Linked DNA regions of Canis lupus: region 2 is linked to region 1. Evidence: chromatin contacts called from public Hi-C data. All regions are on one chromosome and are shown on one strand. Each heading gives the region's core, a stretch centred on a gene start, on an enhancer-like site or on the middle of the called end of the contact. The rest is flanking DNA. Distances are from core to core; before and after follow the strand shown.

What was found. A called contact is a pair of places that touch in the nucleus more often than the background predicts.
Region 2: a contact with region 1 is called in a Hi-C map of blood, with 2.5 times the contacts expected there. The contact joins the promoter of MICU1 here to the promoter of DNAJB12 in region 1. A contact is called at or near these places in 3 of 9 Hi-C or Micro-C datasets (amygdala and blood).

What each region holds. Positions count from the first base shown.
Region 1 is chr4:23,714,638-23,719,903 of UU_Cfam_GSD_1.0, reverse strand. DNAJB12 (dnaJ homolog subfamily B member 12) reads left to right here and starts at 2,276. Exons shown (of 8, transcript XM_038534300.1): 1 at 2,276-2,520. The coding sequence starts at 2,388. LOC111095481 (a long non-coding RNA gene) reads right to left here and starts at 2,848. Exons shown (of 3, transcript XR_005357954.1): 1 at 2,028-2,848. LOC119871471 (a long non-coding RNA gene) reads left to right here. Exons shown (of 2, transcript XR_005357956.1): 2 at 1-356.
Region 2 is chr4:23,972,193-23,977,268 of UU_Cfam_GSD_1.0, reverse strand. MICU1 (calcium uptake protein 1, mitochondrial) reads left to right here and starts at 1,258. Exons shown (of 12, transcript XM_038534294.1): 1 at 1,258-1,406.

The DNA of each region.
Region 1 (5,266 bases), core at 1,027-3,526:
GAGCGACTGCCTTCCACCCAGGGTGTGATCCTGGAGTCCCAGGGTCAAGTCCCACGTCGGGCTCTCTGCATGGAGCCTGCTTCTCCCTCTGCCTCTGTCTCTGCCTCTCTCTTTGGGTCTCTCATGAATAAATAAATAAAATCTTAAAAAAAAAAAAGAGGGGCTGATGCCTCCGCCATCAGGCTATTCTCTGGCAGGCCAGCTGGCGGTCGGTCTGTAAGTGTTTGCATTAAGAAGGGAACTGTGGGAACGGAAAGGAAAGCTGGAGGTGAAGAGACTTCCAAGGAGTGAGCCTGTAGAGCCAAGGATGTCCTGTTTCTTATTACACTGAGAAAATAAAAGCTATTTGAAAAGAACTTCCTTATGTTCCCACTTCCAATTTTACCAGCTGGCCTGCAGTATACCGAGCCACGCTGCCTTCCCTCCTGAAAATCTGGAGTCGACCATACAGCTATCTAAAGCTGTCCCCTCACTTGTGCCCCAGATGCCCTACCCCCGCCTACTCCTGTAATTGTCTCCCCTGTCTCCTGCATTACCAAAATCTCTTGCCCAATTAAGTGATTTCATCATTAAATCATTAATTAAATGACTAAATGAGCCACCTGGGTGGCTCAGTGGTTGAGCATCTGCCTTGGACTTGGGGTGTGACCCCGGGGTCCTGGGATCGAGTCCTGCATCAGGCTCCCTGCATGGATCCTGCTTCTCTCTCTGCCTGTGTCTCTGCCTCTCTTTCTCTCTCTGTCTCTCATGAATAAATAAAATCTTAAAAAAAAAAAAAGTAAAGGCATCACAAACCTAACACGCCCTAAACCAGACATCTCCTATCCCCTCTACCAAACTCCTCTCCGGCTTCCCCCAGCTTCTCTTGCTGCAGTAAAGGCGGGCTTTGTTCCTTCACTGCCCAGCCCCAAAGCCTGAAATCAGGCTCGACAGCCCTCTTCCTCAGTCCCACATCCCATCCAGCAGTGAACAAACTCATTCTGACGTGTGTCTGCAAAACCACATCTAGAGGTCGACGACTACTCACCACTGCCGCCGTCGCCCTGATCATCCGAGTTACCCTTCATCCCCGCCTGGGTTAGAGCAGGGGGCCTCTTCCCACATCCTGCGGGAAAGCCCCAGAGAGGGGCTGAGACCCGACCAGCCGAGCTGGCGACGCGGGCCGGGAACCCGGCCGGGGCGGCTTTCACTGGAGCGGTGGCCAATTCCGCTCTCCAGGGTAAGCCCGCATGCTTCTCCGGGGGGGATCCAGTAGTAACTCATCGAGAAAGTTCCCAGGACTAGAGCCTTTGCAAGCTCTTCCTCCAGCCTGGACCACCCCTCCCTGCAAACGGTCCCATGGGGGGGGGGGGGGGAGGAGGGCGGCGCCTGGGTGGCTCAGTCGGCTAAGCAACCGCCTTTGGCTCGGGTGACGATCCTGGGGCCCCGGCAAGGAGCCCCCATCCATCAGCCTCCCTGCTCGGGGGTGGAGGGGGGGGACCTTCTTGTCCCTCTGCCCTGCTCCCCTGCTTGTGCGCTCTCTCTCTCTAATAAGGAAATCAAATCTTAAAAAAAAGAAAAATAAATAAATAAAGTCGTATCTGGAATACCCGCTCTTTGTCCTGGATTCAGATTTCTGTTAGAATGCCAACTTCTTTTTTTTTCTTTTTTTAGAATGCCAACTTTTTTTTTTTTTTAAGTTTCAGTTTATTTTATTTATGATAGTCACACAGAGAGAGAGAGAGAGGCAGAGACACAGGCAGAGGGAGAAGCAGGCTCCATGCACCGGGAGCCCGACGTGGGATTCGATCCCGGGTCTCCAGGATCGTGCCCTGGGCCAAAGGCAGGGGCCAAACCGCTGCGCCACCCAGGGATCCCTAGAATGCCAACTTCTGAGAGATTTTTCTCATCAGCCTACTTAAAATAGCACCTCCCGCTCTCTAGTCCCTTCATTTTCTTCACAGCACCTGTCCCCACCTGAGCATCTCCATCTCCCGCCCCCCAACCAGAGCGTAAGTTCTATGAGGGCAGGGCTCCGTGGTGCTCACCACTGCGCACACCCAGCCTGGCAAATGCCTGTTGGACGAAATCGATAAATGACCTTCGGCTCAAGGCCACAGAGTCACTTCCAAGAACGCGCAAGCACATGGTCCACTTCAGGGGCCCCAGCATGACCCAGGATGGTTGGGCACGCACCCTCGGCAATACCTCTCCTAGCCGCGCCCCTCTTAGGAGACATACGGTAGCACTTCCGCCCTCGCTCAACTCTCGCTCAAATCTCGGGAAAGGAGGGGCGAGGGGGTTTGTGTCATCACCCTGCGCCCGCCTGCCCCGCGACGTGCCGGCGGCTGGCGCAGCCCTCCGCTCGCCCGGCCTCCCCCTCCCTGGTTCCGCGCTCTGGTTCCGCCATGGAATCCAACAAGGATGAAGCCGAGCGCTGTATTAGCATCGCCCTCAAGGCCATCCAGAGCAACCAGCCCGACCGGGCGCTCCGCTTCCTGGAGAAGGCGCAGCGGCTGTACCCGACGCCGCGAGTCCGCGGTGAGTGTGAAGAGCCGGAGAGGCAGAGGGGACATTAGAACTGATGGGGGGAATACGGGAACGGACCGAGGGGAGCAGTTGGAGGAGGGGGGAGGGGAGCTAGGCGCGGCTACGCCTGCGCACTGAGACGCGCGGGGGCCGCTGGGAGGTGTAGTCTTTGATTCCCACGCCTCTCCGGGACGCGGGACACCTGATGACAGGGGCGGCCGCGACTTCAAGTTTCGGGGTGTTTGTGGGACTCCGTGCGATTCAGAGTTCCCGAGGACGAGGGGCGCCGGCGGGCGAGGGGGGGCGAACTTAACCTGGAAGCCGAGTCGGACTACTTTTCCCAAGGGGCCATTCGGCGGCCCGGGGCCGGTCGGCGGCCTGGGAAATGTTACAGTTTAGCAAAATAAACAGAACTGCTCTGGCGGAGAGAATGGCTTCTGGGGCGGGAAGCGGGGCTTCTGGCCTCCGCACGGCCCGGGAGGGCGTCCTCCTGCCGTCCCTCCCTGGCATGTCTCGGGGCGCGGGCCGGGGAGCGCCCCCCCCCCGAAACTGGAGCCTGCCCTTCCCCCGCCGCCCCTCCTGGACCCTCCTGGACCCTCTGCACCTGCTGCGAGGTGCGGGGCCTCCACCTGGGAGGGACCCGGAAGGTTGTCGCGACTACTCCGCCTCTCACGCCGCCCAGGAACCCTCTTCTTCGTTAACCTAAGACTTCAAGGAAGCTCTTCGTAATACAAGCCCGAGAGGAGGAACGGGGGGTCCAGGGGCGGCCGCCTGCAGCCCAGGTCACGGCCCCAGGGTCCTGGGATCGAGCCGCGCTCGGCGGGGAGCCTGCTTCTCCCCCCGCCCCCGCCCCCGCCCCTCCCCGCTCCTGCGCTCTCTTTCAGTCTCTCAAATAAATACAATCTTTTTAAAAAAAGAGTCCATTATGGGCAGCCCGGGTGGCTCAGCGGTTTAGCGCCGCCTTCAGCCCAGGGTGTGATCCTGGAGACCGGGGATCAGGGATCGAGTCCCATGTCGGGCTCCCTGCATGGAGCCTGCTTCTCCCTCTGCCTGTGTCTCTGCCTCTCTCTCTCTCTCTCTCTCATTAATAAATAAATAAAATCTTAAAAAAAAAATACAGGGTTCATACCAGCAAGATAGTGTGTAGTAAGACCTGAGGTCAGAAGACCTGGGTTCTTATTCTTACTGCTACCATGTGATCTTCCTGAGCTTGGGTTTCCTTATCTGGAAAATTAGAGGGTTGGAGCAGCTAATGTAACAATCATACCATAGGGCCTCTCAGTTTAGAAAGCTCCTTGGAGGGGCGCCTGGCTGGACCAGTCCCTACTGCATGCCACTCTTGACCTCCGGGTTGTAAATTCAAGCCCCACAGTTGGGTGTAGAGATTACTTTTTTAAAAAATTTTAAATCTTAAAAAAAAAAAAAAAAAAGAGGAAAGGTCTTTCAAATGCGCCTACTCACTTGAACCTGCCCTACCAGGGAGGCAGAGCAAAGATCATTATCTTTGTTCTATAGATGAGGAAATATTTCAGAGGCAAGGGATTACACAGCTAGAAATTAGAAAGTTCTGTGGCTCTATAAACGTTTAGTAGAAGAATGAAATGAAGGAGCCGTCAGCCTCCTAACCTCCCTTGCCCATATGTGGGATTGAGAAAAGGGAATGTGGGGATCCCTGTGTGGCTCAGCAGTTTAGCGCCTGCCCCAAGTGATCCTGGGGTCCTGGGATGGAGTCCGCGTCGGGCTCCCTGCATGGAGCCTGCTTCTCCCTCTGCCTGTGTCTCTGCCTCTCTCTCTCTCTCTCTGTTTCTCATGAATAAGTAAAATCTTAAAAAGAGAGAGAGAAAGGGGAACACTGGCAGAAGAGGCCACCTGGAACACTCAGGTTTTCCTCCCTCCCGACTACAGGTTGATCTTTGGCCTATTTGCCTTCTCTTGGAAGGATTTCAGTCTGTATTTGCCAGGATTCCTGAGGTGACCCTCTCAAGGAGCTTCCCTATGCAATAAACCACACCCTGTGAGAGGAGAATGATGGGGTGGGGGCCCTACCAGTCTCAGAATCCTGTCTGATTCTGATGCTTCTGGGGGTTCAGGAGCCGGCAGATGGCAACTGCATGGTCTGTGGAGGTCTTCCTGTCAGCAGCCTCCTGGGCCAGTTTGGGGGCTTGGACTAGTGTCCTTCCTGGGGCTTAAGAAATGGAATTTGCTCAGGCCAAGTAGCCACCTGTATAACTGTCATATTCCCACTCTTCTGGAAAGACCGTATGCCTCATGCCTCTCTGTAACCTTCACCTTGTACCATCTGCAGCCCTGTACTGAGCTGACAAGGACCTGGGGTTAATGTAGGCCTGCGATAGAGAAATCTTGGTTTGGGGGGAAAAAAAAAAAAAATATATATATATATATATATATATACACACACACACACACACAAATACATACATACGTATGTATGTATATATATATATATATCAGGTAGTTATTTACACTTGCCGTTTGAGGTTTGAGCTCATTCCAGGTGCTCATTCAATGCAACAGACGTTTTTGTTTGTTTTATTTGCAAAGTCCTCTGCTTGGTGCTAAGTGGCGTGGCAGGATTGGTAAGACTTGATCCTTCACTTCAAGGAGCTTACAGTCTAGCGAAGGAGACAGAGTTATAGCAAAAAATAATACCACGGCCAAAGAAAAATTCAGCACGCTGTTAGATGCCGGGGGAATGAAGGATGGACGTGAGAGATCCAGCCCCTGCCCTCCATGGGTT
Region 2 (5,076 bases), core at 9-2,508, 260 kb before region 1:
TCTCACCGGGTAGTTGTAAATAAACATTGGGTTGTCTGTAAAGTGCTAGCACAGTGTCAGGATCACAATGATTTTTCTTTTTCTTTTCTTTCTTTTTTTTTTTTTTAAAGATTTCATTTATTTATTCATGAGACACACACACACACACACACACACACACACACACACACAGAGGCAGAGACACAGGCAGAGGGAGAAGCAGGCTCCATGCAGGGAGCCTGTCGTGGGACTCGATCCCAGGACTCCAGGATCACACCCTGGGCTGAAGGCAGGCGCTAAGCTATTGCGCCACCCAGGGATCCCCACAATGATTTTTCTTAGGTTAGTGGGGAAAGGGTGTCATCTGAAAAGAAAGGGAGAAAATAGTTGCTCCTTCACAATTTAACCCGGTGATTTGACCCCAGTCCGACGCCTTTTGTTTCCATGGTTGTGGCCTTTTTTTTCACAGCTCTGCCAGGGAAACCCTTGAAGAGGAATTTTTTATTTGAAAAATCCTCTGGTATCATAATCAAAGCATTTGTATTCTATTTTCATAGCAGGAGAGACGATCCTTTTCCATCCCCAAATAAGACAGCAACATCTTCGGAGAAAAACACATTCTTAGCAGCTTAGCGGCTAAACTCTCCCACGGTGTTACTACTAAAGAGAACAGCTGGAAAACCCACAGAGTAGAGGAAGTGGTGAGGTTCCTAAATTCAAAGAAGCTTCAAGGTCACAGATGGGGACATTTTACTAGAAGTCTAAACCTAGATACAGTTCGAAAGGAACAATTCTCAAGCTACTGCGGTCCAGTTTTCTTTTCACTGTCTCCCTTGTACTTAGTCAACACGTAAATGAGTACCAGCGACGTGGCAGCAGGCACAAAAAATTCAATTTAACGGACACTTGGTGGGTACGCTCTGTGTGTGTTGGGAACTGGGTGCTAGAGGGAAAGGCAGAGTTTCTGCGAGCCCTCGCGCTTTCCCGCCTTAACACCGAGGAGGCGGGGCCCGAGGCGGGGGCGGGGCCTGAAGCCGGGGGCGGTGTCCGAGGAGGAGGCGGGGCCTGAAGTCGGGGGGCGGGGCCCGAGGCCGGGGCGGGGCCTAAAGCCGAGGGGGCGGGGCCCGAGGCCGGGGCGGGGCCTAAAGCCGAGGGGGCGGGGCCCGAGGCCGGGGCGTGGGCCGAGGCAGGGGCGGGGCCCGAGGCCGGGGGCGGGGCCCGAGGCCGGGGGCGGGGCCCGAGGCCGGGGGCGGGGCGGATTCTCCGAGCCCCGCCCCACACGTATCTCGCCACTATCCCAACAGTCGCAGCGACTAGGAGAGTCACGTGAGAGGGGGCGGCGGAGGTGGAGGTTTCTCTCCGCTGGTGTTTCGTCTCTATGGTCGGTAGAGGTGGGCGGCTTTGACCCCAGAGCGTCTGCAGCCCGGGTGCGTACAGGTGAGTCCTGGACTCTGAAGGGTGTGAAGGGACAGCCATTTAGGGAAGTCGAGAGGAAAGGCAGGGCGAAACCGCCTGAGGGATCCGACCTCCCGGGCCGGCCGTTTGTGGGCTCTGGGATGCGGCGACTTCGGGTCTGGCGGCAGCGCTGTCTTCCCTCACGCTCTCGGCTCAGGGGCCTGCGAGGAGCGCGTAGTGGCGTCTGCTTCCCGTGCCCCCTTTTCCCGTGCTTCCCTTCAGCTAACCGCGTCCCTTTTCGCTGTCCCGGGAGATCTCGGTCCCAGGACCGAGTTCGCAGCCGCCGGGGTCACTCGGGCGCCGGCGTTCTCTCTCCCCGGCGGCAGGCGGGCTTGACCGGTGGACGCGGATGGAAGTGGGTGATGGAGTTTACACTCAGGTCTCTTGTTGGTGGGAATAGTAAGCATTTAAAAAAAAAAAAAGTAGAAGATCAGCGGGGACCCGAAGGAGCAGAACCGAGCGCAGCCGGCTGGGACTGCTAAGTCTTTATGTTTCCGGGCGCCTTCCGGCTCTGGCCCTCCCGCGCCCCACGCCGGCCCCCCGAGGGCGTTACTGCCCCTGTGCCTGTTGAGAGAAGAGTCCAAAACAGGCTGTGCCTTAACCTGCTGTCCCTGCAGTCTTGGGCTTTCTTTTCCTTTCAATCGCCGGAAAACTATTGTAGGTCTTTTTAAATGTAAACAGAATAACCAATCTGTGGCTAAGGGAATACAGTAAAATACTCCCCTCGCGGTACCCGGAAAAGACCCGTTGTCTTGGTTACTTTTATCAGTGTTTTTATTTCAGTGTTTTGGGTGGTTTGGATACACCTTTATGTTGAAGCATCCCTCGGGTCATGTGTGCTTGCGACCTAGCGGAAGAAAGGAGTTTTTTTGCAGACAAAGTTGGGGTTGACAGACGTGGGAGAGTTAAGGTTTAGAATTAAGTTAATCCATCTGACTAGTTAATAAAACGTCCACATCTTGAGGCAGAGGTGTTGTCCAGGATGACCTACATGCTGTCTTTCCGGTGTTGGACAAGTTAATGAGCTTGTTGAGTATCACCTTATCTTAACAAACTTTTTAGAACCTGCCATTAGTTCGTGAGAGGATGGCTCTGGCCTCCAGCTGCTCTGTATCGTCGCTCTTGATAGGTGATTATTTCTTCCACTTTAGGAACATCACTCTGACTCTGAAAGATAAGAGAACAGGGTTGCTGGAAGGAGGTGGGTGGGGGATGGGCTAGTTAGGGATGGGTATTAGGGAGGGCACTTGTTATGAAGAGCGCTGGGTGTTGTATATAAGTGATGAATCACGGAGTTCTACTCCTGAAACCAGTATTGCAGTGTATGTGAACTAGAGTTTAAATAAAAGTTTGAAGAAAAAAATAAAGAACGTCACCCTGGCCATCAATTATGCCAAGAAAGTGTCAATGAAGCCTTCCAAGTGTCTTTACTGAGGATTATAAAACAGAGTAATACTAACAGAAAGTGAAGATTCAGGAGTGGGTTCTGTGCTTGGGAAGAAAGGGAAAGAATGATAGAAGCTAACAAAAGCAACAGAACAAAAGCGTGTATTGCTCTCTTCCTTTATAATTACTGTATTCAGTAGACTTTTTACATCCCCAGAGACTGATTTTCCTATATTTAAGAATAAACAATGGTATATAACTTCTCCCATAATGCAATATTACGTACACTATAACTGAAAGATTTAAGTGACCCTTCAGGTCTTATATTATTTAGGATTATAGGACTAAATGTTATTAAACCTAATTTGGTCACTTTTTTTTTTTTTTAAGTAGGCTCCCCATCCAGCATGGAGCCCAACTCGGAGCTTGAACTCACGACCCTGAGATCAAGACCTGAGCTGAGACCTGAGTCAGAAGCTTAATCTACTGAGCCACCAGGCACCCCCTAATTTGGTCACTTTTAATCTTTAGTTTTAGTGAGTGATTTTTTTTTTTTTTTTTAAGATTGTGTTTACTCATAAGAGACACACAAAGAGAGGCAGAGACCTAGGCAGAGGGAGAAGCAGGTTTCCTGTGGAGAGCCTGATGCAGGACTCCATCCTGGGACAACAGGATCACACCCTGAGCCAAAGGCAGATGCTCAGCCACTGAGCCACCCAGGGGTCCCTAGTGAGTGATTTTTTTTTTTTTTTTTTTAAGATTTTATTCATGAGAGACAGAGAGAGAGAGGGGCAGAGACACAACACAGGCAGAGGGAGAAGCAGGCTCCATGCAGGGAGCCCAATGCAGGACTCGATCCTGGGACTCCAGGATCACACCCTTGGGCCAAAGGGAGGTGCCAAACCACTGAGCCACCCAGGGATCCCCGTGAGTGATTTTTTATAGTGGCTGTAACACTTGCTGGATGTTAACCAATTTTTTCCATATAGAGTTGTCTAATATACTACTTTTAAAAAGAGAACCAATTTTTATTGAGAGAACCTATTTTTTTAAAAAAGTTTTACTCACCCCCCTCAAAAAAAAAACAACCCAAAAATAACTTGGTTTTTTGTCAAGTGGAAAAGTTGATTCCTTTAAAATAGATTTTCTATATACTTTGTAAATTATGAGAAAACTATTAATGTTTTTAAGATGTTAAATATTGGTATCTGAGCATATTTGAGAAGAAAACACAGGGGCAGTATTCTTAAATGTTTTATATTTCTCATTATAAAAGTGTATGTTTTTGAAAAATGGAAACATGGAAAATATAACATTGAAAGTTGAAATCCTAATTTATCTTTTCCCATGCCAGCAGGTAACCACTAGTTTCCGTTGCTATTTGGGAATCAGTGTGGAAAAGTAGAGCCTGAAGTAAAACTCTCTGGGAAAGATGGTACTAATAGCACCAGACTTACATCCTACAGCCTTAGAAACTCCAAAAGAAAGAGAACTTCCCTTTATAACTCCAACAAACTACTGTATGGGAATTTTATTAACCTGACTCATGTCATTGCTCATCCTGGAGGCAGTGTCTGTGGCCAGAGTGATGGGAATGCTTTGTGTAGTCAGGATTGGATTTTGTTCTCACCATGGAGTGGGATTTGGGGGGCATACAGTTTTAAACCACGTAAATTCAGAGTAAGCAACATTGGGGTGCCTGGCTGGCTCAGTTGGTAGAGCATCCCCCTCTTGTGGTTGTGAGTTTGAGCCCCATGTTGGGTGCAGAGTTTATTTAAAAAAAAAAAAAAAAAAAGCAACAAAAGTATGGTTCCTCTGGAAAAATTGAGGTGTCATTTTCTGGAGGGGAGAGAAGGGTTTCTGGACAGGCAAAAACAACATAGTTCACTGAAGTAATTTTACATGTATATATATATATATATATATACATACACACACGCATTTTTTTTTTTTTTAGAGAACTTGCTTTCCTTTCCCAGTGTAAGTTAATTGTATTTTACAGTTTCAGTGTTATTTTTTAAAATGTCTACTTTATTAACTAATGGAATTTGAAATTTAAACTCTTCAAGTAGCATATGTTTGTACCTGTGTTGTTATATGATTAGTACCTGTGCTCTGGAGTATTCAGCTTTTCTAACTTTAAATATATTGTGTGTTTATCCCATTTGTTAAAATCGTTTATTGATAAGTATTTTTATTACTGTGAGTAAAGTTAACAAATTGCAGTTTATAAATAGTAACAAAAATATTGAGTGT